3 separate regions of the Sus scrofa genome follow, and all the other regions are linked to region 1. A link is a contact called in public HiChIP or PLAC-seq data. All regions are on one chromosome and are shown on one strand. The core of a region is the stretch at or near the end of the contact, and the rest is flanking DNA. Distances in the headings are between cores, read along the strand shown.

What was found. HiChIP or PLAC-seq counts read pairs in DNA pulled down with a chosen protein or histone mark.
Region 2: a contact with region 1 is called in an H3K27ac HiChIP or PLAC-seq map of skeletal muscle, with 5 times the contacts expected there. The contact joins the promoter of KIF11 here to the promoter of BTAF1 in region 1. A contact is called at or near these places in 1 of 5 promoter capture datasets (fetal liver), 1 of 47 Hi-C or Micro-C datasets (heart right ventricle) and 1 of 2 datasets of contacts at active chromatin or transcription factors (skeletal muscle).
Region 3: an H3K27ac HiChIP or PLAC-seq map of alveolar macrophages shows a contact between it and region 1. The contact joins the promoter of IDE here to the promoter of BTAF1 in region 1. A contact is called at or near these places in 1 of 47 Hi-C or Micro-C datasets (psoas muscle) and 2 of 2 datasets of contacts at active chromatin or transcription factors (alveolar macrophages and skeletal muscle).

The regions. Positions count from the first base shown.
Region 1 is chr14:103,528,994-103,532,619 of Sscrofa11.1, forward strand. BTAF1 (TATA-binding protein-associated factor 172) reads left to right here and starts at 1,753. Exons shown (of 38, transcript XM_003359291.5): 1 at 1,753-2,068. The coding sequence starts at 2,055.
Region 2 is chr14:104,124,098-104,127,723 of Sscrofa11.1, forward strand. KIF11 (kinesin-like protein KIF11) reads left to right here and starts at 1,742. Exons shown (of 22, transcript XM_003133148.4): 1 at 1,742-2,100. The coding sequence starts at 2,024.
Region 3 is chr14:104,104,887-104,108,512 of Sscrofa11.1, forward strand. It overlaps IDE (insulin-degrading enzyme), which reads right to left and starts at 1,685. Exons shown (of 25, transcript XM_001925381.7): 1 at 1,176-1,685. The coding sequence starts at 1,273.

The DNA of each region.
Region 1 (3,626 bases), core at 503-3,002:
TTTAGGGCCGAAGCCAAGGCATATGGAGGTTCCCAGGCTAGGACTGAATCAGAGCTACAGCTGCCAGCCTACACCACAGCCACAGCAAAATGGGATACTAGTCAGGTTCGTTTTCACTGTACCACAACGGAAACTCCTGGTTTATTCTGAAGCCCTCATTTCTAGTATGAGGTGTTTAGCATGTGGTGGGTACTTAATTTTGGCTGAATAAATGAATATAGTGTGTAATCAGTAAATGTACCTGCTTGTTAGTTTCAGTGGTGGTAGATGAACTGAGAAGGCAGGTGGGAGGAGGCTGTGATATGCCAAGATATTAGAACATCAGTTTGGAATTCCCACTGTGGCACAGTGAAAACTAATCTGACTAGGAATCATGAGGTTGCAGGTTTGATCCCTGGCCTCGCTCAGTGGGTTAAGGATCCGGTGTTGCTGTGAGCTGTGGTGTAGGTCACAGACGTGGCTCAGATCTTGTGTTGCTGAGGCTGACAGCTGTGGCTCCAATTTGACCCCTAGCCTGGGAACCTCCATATGTCGTGGGTGTGGCCCTAAAAAGGAGAAAAAGAAAAAAAGAAAAAAGAACATCAGCTTAATCAGATTTTTGTCTAATTGCATAAACAGTGCCTAACAGAGTGTCTGGTATAGAGCAGGGACCAAACTAATATTTGCTGAGTGAATGAACAGTAAATATTATTACTAGCTTGGATGTCAGGCAAATTACCAACTTAGTTTTCCCACCTATAAAGTGAACATTAATACTTTCTTTACAGGATTGGCCTACAAATTATGTGAGATAACGCATGCCAAATGATTAGCACACAGTAGGTTCTTAAGTTAGTTTCTTTCCCTTTATGGTCTATAAACTCTTGTAAACTCTTGTAGATACATGACATCATTTTATTCCTATAGTAATTCTCATTAGCTTCATTTTACAGATGAGAAAGACTCAGGGATTGAGGCATAGCCTCTTCAGGTAATGAGTAGTCAATGGACAAGTTTTATGACACGATAAAAGCAGTGTTTCTTGAAGACTAATCTGTTGGAGGCCTGAAAGATTAGCTCAATTGAAGAAGTTGGAAAAATATCCCTTTGACAATTATTATAAAAATCAGGTTTAAGATAAGGGCCTGCACCAGGTGACAGAGAAATGTTTAAAAGACTAATAAGTTAAGCAATTGAATAGATGCATAAGCAAATAAATATAAACATAAATGGCTGAGAATTTTCAAATCTGATGAGAAAATGACGGGACCAAAAAGAGAAACAATTAGGAAACCAAACTTGGCAAAATGGCTGGCAGAAGACCTTTCCTCCAGTGCCCATGCAGAACATATGGCAGGAATATGGCAAACATTTGGGCCGTGTCTTCAGAAGTACCGTCGCAGATCTTTCTGGATTTCACCCTTCCCTCTGGCACTGCCACCCGGACTAGAGAGTTCTCTGGTCCCTCGGATATTGCTTTCTCTAGGAAAATCCGGTGGGACAAAAATGGGGCTGGAGGAATCAGAAACATAGGTTTTGAACTTCCAGAACCCGGGCTACAGAGTCTTTTTTCCTTTTTTAGAAAATTAAGGGGACTCTTACTTCTCCTCTCCTGCCTCCTCTGAAGACTAACAATCCCCTTCTGATGGGCACCACGAGCTAGTTCGCAGGCGCGCGCCGCCGGGGGAAGCCTCTCGCACTCCTTTGGCTCAGCGGCCAAGCGGAAACCCTCGCGGGGGCTGACGTCACTTCCGGCGCGCTGACGCTCAGTCCGGCGTGCCGACGCCTACGTCAGCAAAGAGCGGGGCTGGGGGCACCCGGTTTGAAGTCGTGCGGGTCGGAGGACTGCCGCCTCCGACTCTGTCTCAGACCTTTGCGCCCCGGCCGCGGTGGGTACGAGCTCGGGTAGGCGGCGGGGCAGATGCCCGAGGGCCCGCGCCAGGACGCCCCTCGCCGCACTGGCCGCTCCCTTTTGCTTCGGGGCCTGGGCCTGCGCCGCTCTGCTCTCTGGAAACTAGCGCCTCCGCGGCGCCGCGGGTCGCTCGCGGCGAGCTCCGAACCGCCGGCGCCCGGCCATGGCGGTCTCCAGGTAAGTCTAGCTCTTCCCGAGCCGACGGTAAATCGGCCCGGCCGAGGCACAGTCTCCTCTCGGTGCACCCACTCCTAGAAAGGAGCGGTTCCCATTGTCACTGGGCTCGGGCGCCTTCCTCCCCACACTCAGGAGTTTTCCCCTTGGTCTGCGAGGGTTTTGGCTCTGGTTACTTCTCCTAAATCGGTTAAAAAAACGTCTCTTTCTTGTTGAATACAGCCTTTGGCACGTTAGAGCTAGTTTTTCTCTTTCCTCACCATGTTTCTCATCTGTGGTTTCTCTTCCCTCTTTCAGTTCTAGGAGAGTCTCTTCTCTTTCATAGTATTCTAAGGCCGATCCCTAACCTCCATTTCACGGGAAAACTTGGTAGTAACTGTCGACGTCGGGGAGGTTTGAGTTACTATTATCCAAATGACCTTTTAATTATGTGAAAATTTTTTCTTTACGTCTTTAGGGATATGTTCTTTCCTTGGGACTTTTTTTTTACAATACAAAATAATTCTTCCTTTTGTTTGGCAGTACCTACTCGATCGTCAGCGTTGTAATCTGTAGCAAATTATTGAATCGGCATCATCTTCTTAACCAAGGCGCGAAAGATGGATCGCAAATCTTAAATTATTTTAAAGTGATGCCCATCAGTAGCAAAGTCTAGGAAAACTGTAGGAAAACCAGCAAGACATTTATTTGTATAGCTATAGGAGGAACTTCTTTCCTCCAGTATTAAAGAATGGTGGGAATACATTTTGGCAGAGGCTCGATGTTAGTGGGCATATGGACATGTAAATAGGGGATAGTCTTTCTCAGAGCAGTCAGAAAGATTGAGCAAGTTTATTGTTAGTTTTCATGAGTAGTTTTCTACCACATAGACTGAAGGGGGAAATGATGACAGTTCAGAAAACATCGTTTTTATTCATTTTTCATAGTTGAGCACATTCCTATTTTGCAAGTGAAAAGATAACCCATCCCTTGCATACTCTCCAGATAAATTATGAAAGAGCGTGTGGGAGAAACACATGAGAATTGGGTTGCAAGATAACTGTAGCAGGGGCATCCAAGTTTTATTTCATAGATTAGTTGAATTCATTAATGTGAGGAGGTTCTTATTTTGTGATTTATAAAAATACCTTGAGAGAATACAAGTAATGTTTTCAGTTTTTGCAAATACAGGAAGGTGTATATTTTAATTGGTTGCCTATAATGTGAATATATAGATATATATGTTATAAACACATTGATACATAAACTTAATATGGAATTCTGTTTATAAGATGATACAGTGTTTAAAGGAATGAGCAGCTCTTGAAATTTCCTTCTTGTGCAGATTGAATATTTTCGTAGTACTAGATGTAGTGACAAAATGAAAGTTGTATAGCAACAAAATGAAAGTTTAGGAGTTCCCGTCATGGCTCATGGGAAATGAATCTGACTAGGATCCATGAGGACACAGGTCCGATCGCTGGCCTCCCTCAGTGGGTAAAGGATCCGGCGCTGGTGTGAGTTGTAGTGTAGGTCATAGACTTGGCTTGAATCTGGCATTGCTGCGTCTGTGGTGTAGGCC
Region 2 (3,626 bases), core at 492-2,991, 600 kb after region 1:
GGGAATACTAGCCACTAGGCCAGATAGAGGCTAGAAGCAGAATTGCCCTGATTCTTGCTCCCTGTTGAAAGCAAGACTGTTTTAAGGAGAAAAAAAGACTGTAAAAACAGGTAAAAAGTTTATTCTTAGAGTCACAGTACAACATGGGAGAGCACACAGAGAAGCAGTTTATTTAGGTCAGAAGCAAAGAAGTAATACTCTAAAGAGGAGTAAGGGTTCGGGCATCCCCCTGAGTGAAGAGCCCACCAGAGAGGTGATTTAAATCACTTATATAGGACAGTTCTTCCCCGTCTTTGTTTTCCTTTGGCCAATTTTCTTGTTTTATTTCTCATACCTGACTGGTCATAGGCTCCTTCCCGATATGCATGCACATCTTTTGGTCAAGATGGATTCCAGAGCAAAGAGTTCTGAGATGGTATCAAGACATATTATGGCCTGGCACACCCTTCCTTTTTGACTCCTAGGAGTCTTACTGTGCATGTGTAATTGGGGAGAACTTCTTGATCCAAGAAGCGATTGAGGTGGTCATTTTATCTTTCTACTCTAGCAGACCTCAGTTCCTACAATTAACTTTCTCCTCGAAGTGTCAAAGAGAAACAAGGCACCATTTACTCTAACAAGTCCCAGCTATTCTCAGCCCAGGGGCCCATCTTCCTCCTACCTCAATATCAGTAGGCATTTGGCTATGCATAGCGGGGAAAACTATCCGTCTAAGCTATCACAGATGCTTCCTTAGGGGAATGATAGGAGGTTATTATGCAGAGGAACACTAAGGGGCTGAGAGCTTTACACCTCATCTGGCTGTCACTTAAGAAACTACAATTTCATCTAGGTTCCCAGGGTATAAATGTGGCCCAGAAGCTCAGTTTCCAGAGCGGACTACAGCATAGGCCCATAATTTATTATTTCCTGGATCCGAGACCTACGTCTAAACTGTTGGTGTCACTCCAAGCACTGCCGAAATGGGCCGGAGTACGCCTACGGAGAGCTGGAGGGGTCCAGGCAGCGTTGCCTGCTGGGATTTGTAGGCTGACTGCTGCGAGTAGGCGTTCGCGCAACCTCCTTGAGATGCCCGCTGGATGCAGCGCCACGTCCCAGGAGGGGAGCGCGACCTGAGCCTGCAAGTTACTGCAGAAGAGTTGTCAGGAAATGCGAATCTGATCCTACTTTCTTGCTTGGAATCATTTGGCAATGACGTTTTCTCATCAGTTAAAGGATAAAGATAAATTCATGTCCTAAAATGACATGCAGTGTCCTTGCATCACGATTTTGGTAGCTTCTTTGGTAACCCGTGGTAGCCTCACCTTAACACGTCCTAATTATTCTTTAGGACTACTCTGGACGCTCCCTCCGAGAAACGGGCTCGCTTTGGACCTCTCTCTTCTGTGCTTCACAGCATTTTATTACAATCCTCTAAAAATAATTAAAATCACCTCCAGCTTTCCTGAGGGCTTACATGTTCTAGTCTAAGCTATTTACCCGCACTAGCTCATTGATTCTCACACGACTCTCTGAGACGGTTGCTCTTATTTCCATTTTGCAGATAAGGAAATTTTGGTTTAGAGACGGTTATGTAATTCGAGTAAGGCCACAGTGAAGCGTAAGACTATTTACAGCATTTGTCCCACTAGACTAAGGGTTCTGGGCGAGCAAATACGGACCCGCTTTTCACTTTCCCGCGGCCACGCCCTCGGGGTGGAATCGGATGACGACACCATATCCCATGGTGCCTTGCGCGCCCGCGCTGCAATTGGCCAGGCGACTTGGTCTTCTTTTTCAAATTGAGGCGCCGAGTCGTTGCTTGGTTTCCTGGGCTTAGGCGGAGACTAGGTTGGAGGTTCGAAGGCTCCGGATAGTGCCGGACACAAGTGCGGCCAGAGTCCCTGGTGGAGAGCGATTTTCCCGCCTACGGGCAGCACCTGGCAGGGAAGGAGATCACCCAGGTCCACGACGCTGCAGAGCCACTCCACGCCCTTGGGCGCAGGAGTCTGAGACCAGGCCTTGATTTTCGGCGGGGACAGTCATGGCGTCTCAGCCGAATTCCTCTACGAAGAAGAAAGATGAGAAGGGAAAGAATATCCAGGTGGTGGTGAGATGCAGGTAGGGCGAGCCTGGCTGGATTCCCAGCTCCGGGCTTTGCTGTGGGGCTCCCTCCTGCGCGGTTGGAGGAGAGCGATTTTGTTTGCAGCTTTTGAAGGAACCAGACCTTCCTATTTCATAGTTCCCCGCGTTCAGTTCGGTAAAATAACACCAGGTTGCTGCGGCGAGTAAATTAGTGTTTTCAGAAGAAAGGATATTTGTGTCTGACTTTGTAGTTTAAGCAGCTATGGAGAATTGATTGCTGTTCTTTGTTGAAAAGAGCTTTTTTTTTTTTTCCTTTCAAACTGTCGACAGAGATTTAGGCGTCACTTTTATATGTCACTCCTAACAGTTGGTCAGTTTGGAAATAAGACTGCACACCTACTTTGCAAATGTTTTAACATTTGTCTTGGGATTATCATACTTCATAACCTCTAAAAACATATTCAGTCACCTGTTCTCTTTATTCTAAATGAAATATTTCCTTAATCCCTATTAAACAAACAGCGCTGTATTTAACGTTTTAAAATTAAGTCGTAGAGTGAGTTTGTTTTTAAAAGATCGAGGAGACAACTTAAGTTGTACTGTACTTGGTCTTCTCTTGTCCAAAGGAGAAGGCTTTTTCCCAGTGGGTGGGTGAAGGTGTTCTACTCTCCCTCGATTAGTTTCCATATCACTTCCCGATTTTAAAATGAACTAGGAGAGGAAAAACATACTTGTACAAATTGCTTAATTGGATTTATTCAGCTTTTTAGAGGCCCTTTACAGTTTACTGGTGTATGTGTGTTTTGTGTGTCTATTTTTGTTGTTATTGTTTCAAAAACTCTGCCATCAGCAACTTTCATGGAAATCCAAACATATTCTAAAATTAAAAGGTTATTTTCAAAGTGTATCAACAAACTTTCTTAGGTTATTGCCTACACAGCTTTGGTGACTTGAATTGTTGATATCAAAGGTAATAGCTTTTTAAACTGGATGCCAGAGAGGAAATTTGATGGTAAACTTAAGTATAACCAATTACTAGTTGCACTCTAGGGCTTCTGCTAATAGTTAACCTGTTTTGAAGATTTTTTAAAAAGCAGCCCATGTTACAAATGCAAATTTTCACATGATTTTTATTGTTTAGTGACATCAGGCAGTATTACCTTTTCTGTGGGGCTTTAGTTTTTTAAATTTCATTTTTATTGCTAGTTACAAATAGGTCAGACCTGTAAAAAATTACAAGGAACAGTGTAACAAACATTTGTGTATCCATCACTCAGATTAGAAACAAAACAGTCATTACAGCTGGTGTCCCATTGTATCCCTCCCCAAAAGTTAAACATTATTCTGAACTCGTGTTTATTATTCCAATACATTTCAAGCCTTAACTTAAAAGAGATTTATTTTAGTTTATCGCTAATGAAAAGTGCTTGGGATGTGTCTAATATTTGTAACAATTTCAGTATAAAGAAATGCTTTTCTTTTCAGATTAGACTAATTAGAAAAGTGCAGTTGATTTACAGTGTTGTGCTAATTTCTGCTGTATAGCCAAGTGACCTAGTTAT
Region 3 (3,626 bases), core at 435-2,934, 580 kb after region 1:
AACCTGCACACCTAGGCTAGACTATACCCACCCCTGCCCACCTTCTGCCCTTCCTTCAAAGGCCAGCCCAGACCCCTCTCCCATCTCTGCTCCGCAGCGAGCTCCTAAGACACGTCCTGCCAGTCTTCTGATTCTCTCAAACACACCGTTTTTTTTGCTGGCTACACTCTTCTGGCATCTTAATTCGCTCCAACCACTCTGAATGCAGACCACGTTCCTTACACAGAGGGTCATCACTGTGCCCTGCCTTTAGTAGATCCTGGATATTTTTTAAACCAGAGGAGGGGTTCAAATCTGATGTATCCAAGTTAGGCAAGACAAGACTACCCAGCTTTGCCAATTCCTGTTTTTTCACAGTAAAGGGTATATTCAGCGTTCGCTACAAGACTGAAAATTTCCCGTATACACAGAGTAGCCAAGAGGAGAGAGCACGCCACCGGATGGCAAAAAAAACGTGCGTCCCATCCCGGTTCGTGCCACAACCTGCAATTGTGGGGAAATCACACAATCTCTCCGGGCCTCGGTTCTCAGGTGTGAAACAAGGGAGCTGCTGTGAAGGATCCTACGCATCTTCCGGCTCCCAAATTCTCCCTACAGGAAAGCCAACACTGGGCTACTCACTAAGTGCAGGCAGGCAAACTTTTACAGATCCCAATGCAGGGATTTCCTTATAATAGTGGAAACTCAGTTCGCACAGGAAAAAGCACGGCTGGGAAGAAGGTGAGAAGCGGTCGTCCTGGACTCGAATTCCTTTACCTCACGGCAAGGGACCGTCAGCCTCGGGTTCCCAGCCCCTCACTGGCAGACTCCCCCTGCCCCGAAGCGGCGCGGCCCAGCGCGGCTCCCGGGAGCGGGCCGGGGTGACTCGGCGCCCGTGCGCCAAGCCCCCCGCACTTGTGACACACGCCCCGTGACCCCGGGTCACAGCCTCCGTCCGCCCTCACCAGTCCGTAGGACGCCCTCCTCTCGGGCCAGACTCCTCGCTCTCTCCCCTCCAGCCACCCTTCTGGGCCCCAGGCGGCCTCAACACGGCCGTCCCGGCCCCGGCCCGCAGGACGGGGCGGCGTGAGGAGCGGCGGCGGCGGCTTTAAGTGCTGAATCACCACTTTGCAACCCGAGCTCCAAACCGCCGTGACCCACGGGCCCCGAGGGCCCGGACGCTCCGCTCCGCTTACCCACAGAGGCGCTCCAGGGGCGGCAGGCGTGCGCCGAGGACGGAGCGGAAGGTGCTGGGCAGCGCGGGGTGCAGCAGCCACGCTAGCCGGTACCGCATACCCCAGCGCAGCCGCCGGGATCACCGCGAACGCTTCCTTCTTGCGCCGGAGCCGGCCTTGCTCACTGCGCATGCTCAGTACGCAGCGCCGCGCCGCCTCCCGGGAGCCGCCGAACCGCGGTCTCTCCGGGTTTTGCCGGGAGCCCGACAGGGGCGGGGACGGCGGGCGGCCAAGGCCGGAGCTAGCGGGCTGGAAGGAGTCTCGCCGGGTGCTGCGGCAACCCAGCCACCAGGCTTCCCTGGGCGGGGAAGAGTCCGGCTGGGTCACGGCGGGCGCACGCGTAAGGGGAGCGATGTGTATCTGGCTGTGTTAGTGGAGGACTGGGAGCTCATGAATACCGTGAGGGCACAAGGGGCGGTGTTTCCCCAGGCGCCCCCGTTGGCTGTCGGCAGCAGCAGTACAGGTGTTGGAACAAGGTCAGCCGACTAGGCGACCTCACGGAAAACCAATCCGCGGCGGCGCGCGGCCCGCGGGCTCCCTCTAGAGCTCGGTAAGGGCGTGGACTGCGGGGTAGGGGCGAGGGAGAAGTTAGACCGAGGGTCCCTGAGAGGGAGGCCGGCACCCTGGATTTCCATCTGGGAAACCGGCAAAGTGGAGATGGGACAGGCTACAGCAAAATCAGACATTCGTGGGTTTACAAATCCAGAATAGAAACTACCATTCTGTGCTACTACTATATTTAAAAAAAAACAAACGCTCACGCATGAATGTAGTACTCCTACTGTTGTCAATGTATTTCAGTCCCTTTTTGCATCTGAGAACAATTTAATAGTTACAAATCTCACTTTCTGTTACATTCTTTTACTGGGGTCTTTAAGGAGAGCTCAATTAGGGTTAGCAATTTCCTGGTTTAAGTGCTTTTAAGTTGCTGATGTGGCAGACGAAGACTGCAGCCAAAAACAGTGCTTTGAATACTATTATTGCTTCAAATGGGAATTCAGGAGAAGGATCCTTTAAGGGGTTGCTTCATCAAAGAGGTACTCGGGGATCTTTTTTTCTTTTTTCCCCCCACCGCACCCATGGCATATGGAAATTCCCAGGCCCGGAATTGAGTCCAACCTGCATCTGTGACCTACACTACAGCTACAGCAACCCAGGATCCTTAACCCATTGCACCACAGTGGGAACACCTGGGAAATCCTTTCTATCATATAGTTTCAGCTAAAGGCAAATCTTGGAGGGATGAAAACCGAGGTAGCAAAGAAGAACTAATCCTAGTGCGTGTAAGGTAAAAATTCCACACTGTTACATTTTAGCTCCAGCCCATCTATCTGTATTGGCTTCCCGTGGATGCCATAACAAGTTACAACAAAATTAGTGACTTAACAGAAATTTTTTCTCTCACAGTCGGAAGGCCAGAAATCCAAAATCAGGATGTTGGCAGGGCTGCACTCCCTACAGAAGATCTTAGGGGAGAAACTCTGCTTTGCCTCCTTCAGCTTCTTTTTGGCTTGAGGCCGTATCACTCTAATGTCTGTCTCCACCTTTACAATGCCTTCTTCTCTGTGTGTCTTGTCTTCTTTTGTCTCACAAGGACATTTGTCATTGGATTTATAGCACAATCAGGTAATCCAGGATGACCCCATCTCATCCTTATCTTAATTACTTCTGCAAAGATAATTTTAACAAATAATAACACTTGAAGTCTCCTGGGATTAGGACCTAGACATTTCTTTTGGGGAGCCATTACCCCACATTTCCGCCTCTGCCCCCCACTTCCACCAATTCCATTTTCCACAGCTGTCAGAGCTAATTGATGCTTACAGCAGTACTAGCTTGTTAGTGCTCTAGCAACTTTCAAAACCTATTGAAAAGGCATTGACTTTATAAAACTTCGCCTTAATGCCATTTCTCACATACCCCATTGGGGTTAACCATTCCCTGATCAGAGCTGCTACTCTCTAAAGGCACTTATTTGAATCTTAACTTTCATAGACGTAAACATCAACAGATTAGGAATGATGTCTTTTTGTATCTCACCTGGCAGCAAGCACAGTGGTTAGTTAATGCTTGTCAAATGCACGTTTGCTGAATCTTATTAAGTCTCTAGTTGTAAATACCATTTATGGGAAATACAGGGGACAAATATGTTAAATCACACTGTTGGTATACAATCAAGCAAAATTTAGAATGTTTGTAACAGTATACAACAAATGACTCTATTTCTTCAACAAATAAATTGCAAAATAAGAAAGAAAGGGAGGCGAAGCCTATGGATTGAAGGGGCCTTAGAATTAAGAAGCTATGACAAGCTGTTTACAAAATTTTACATGAAAATGCAAAGGGCCCGGAAGACCCAAACCAATCTTGAAGCAGAATCTGGCACACTTATACTACCAAACATTAAGAGTT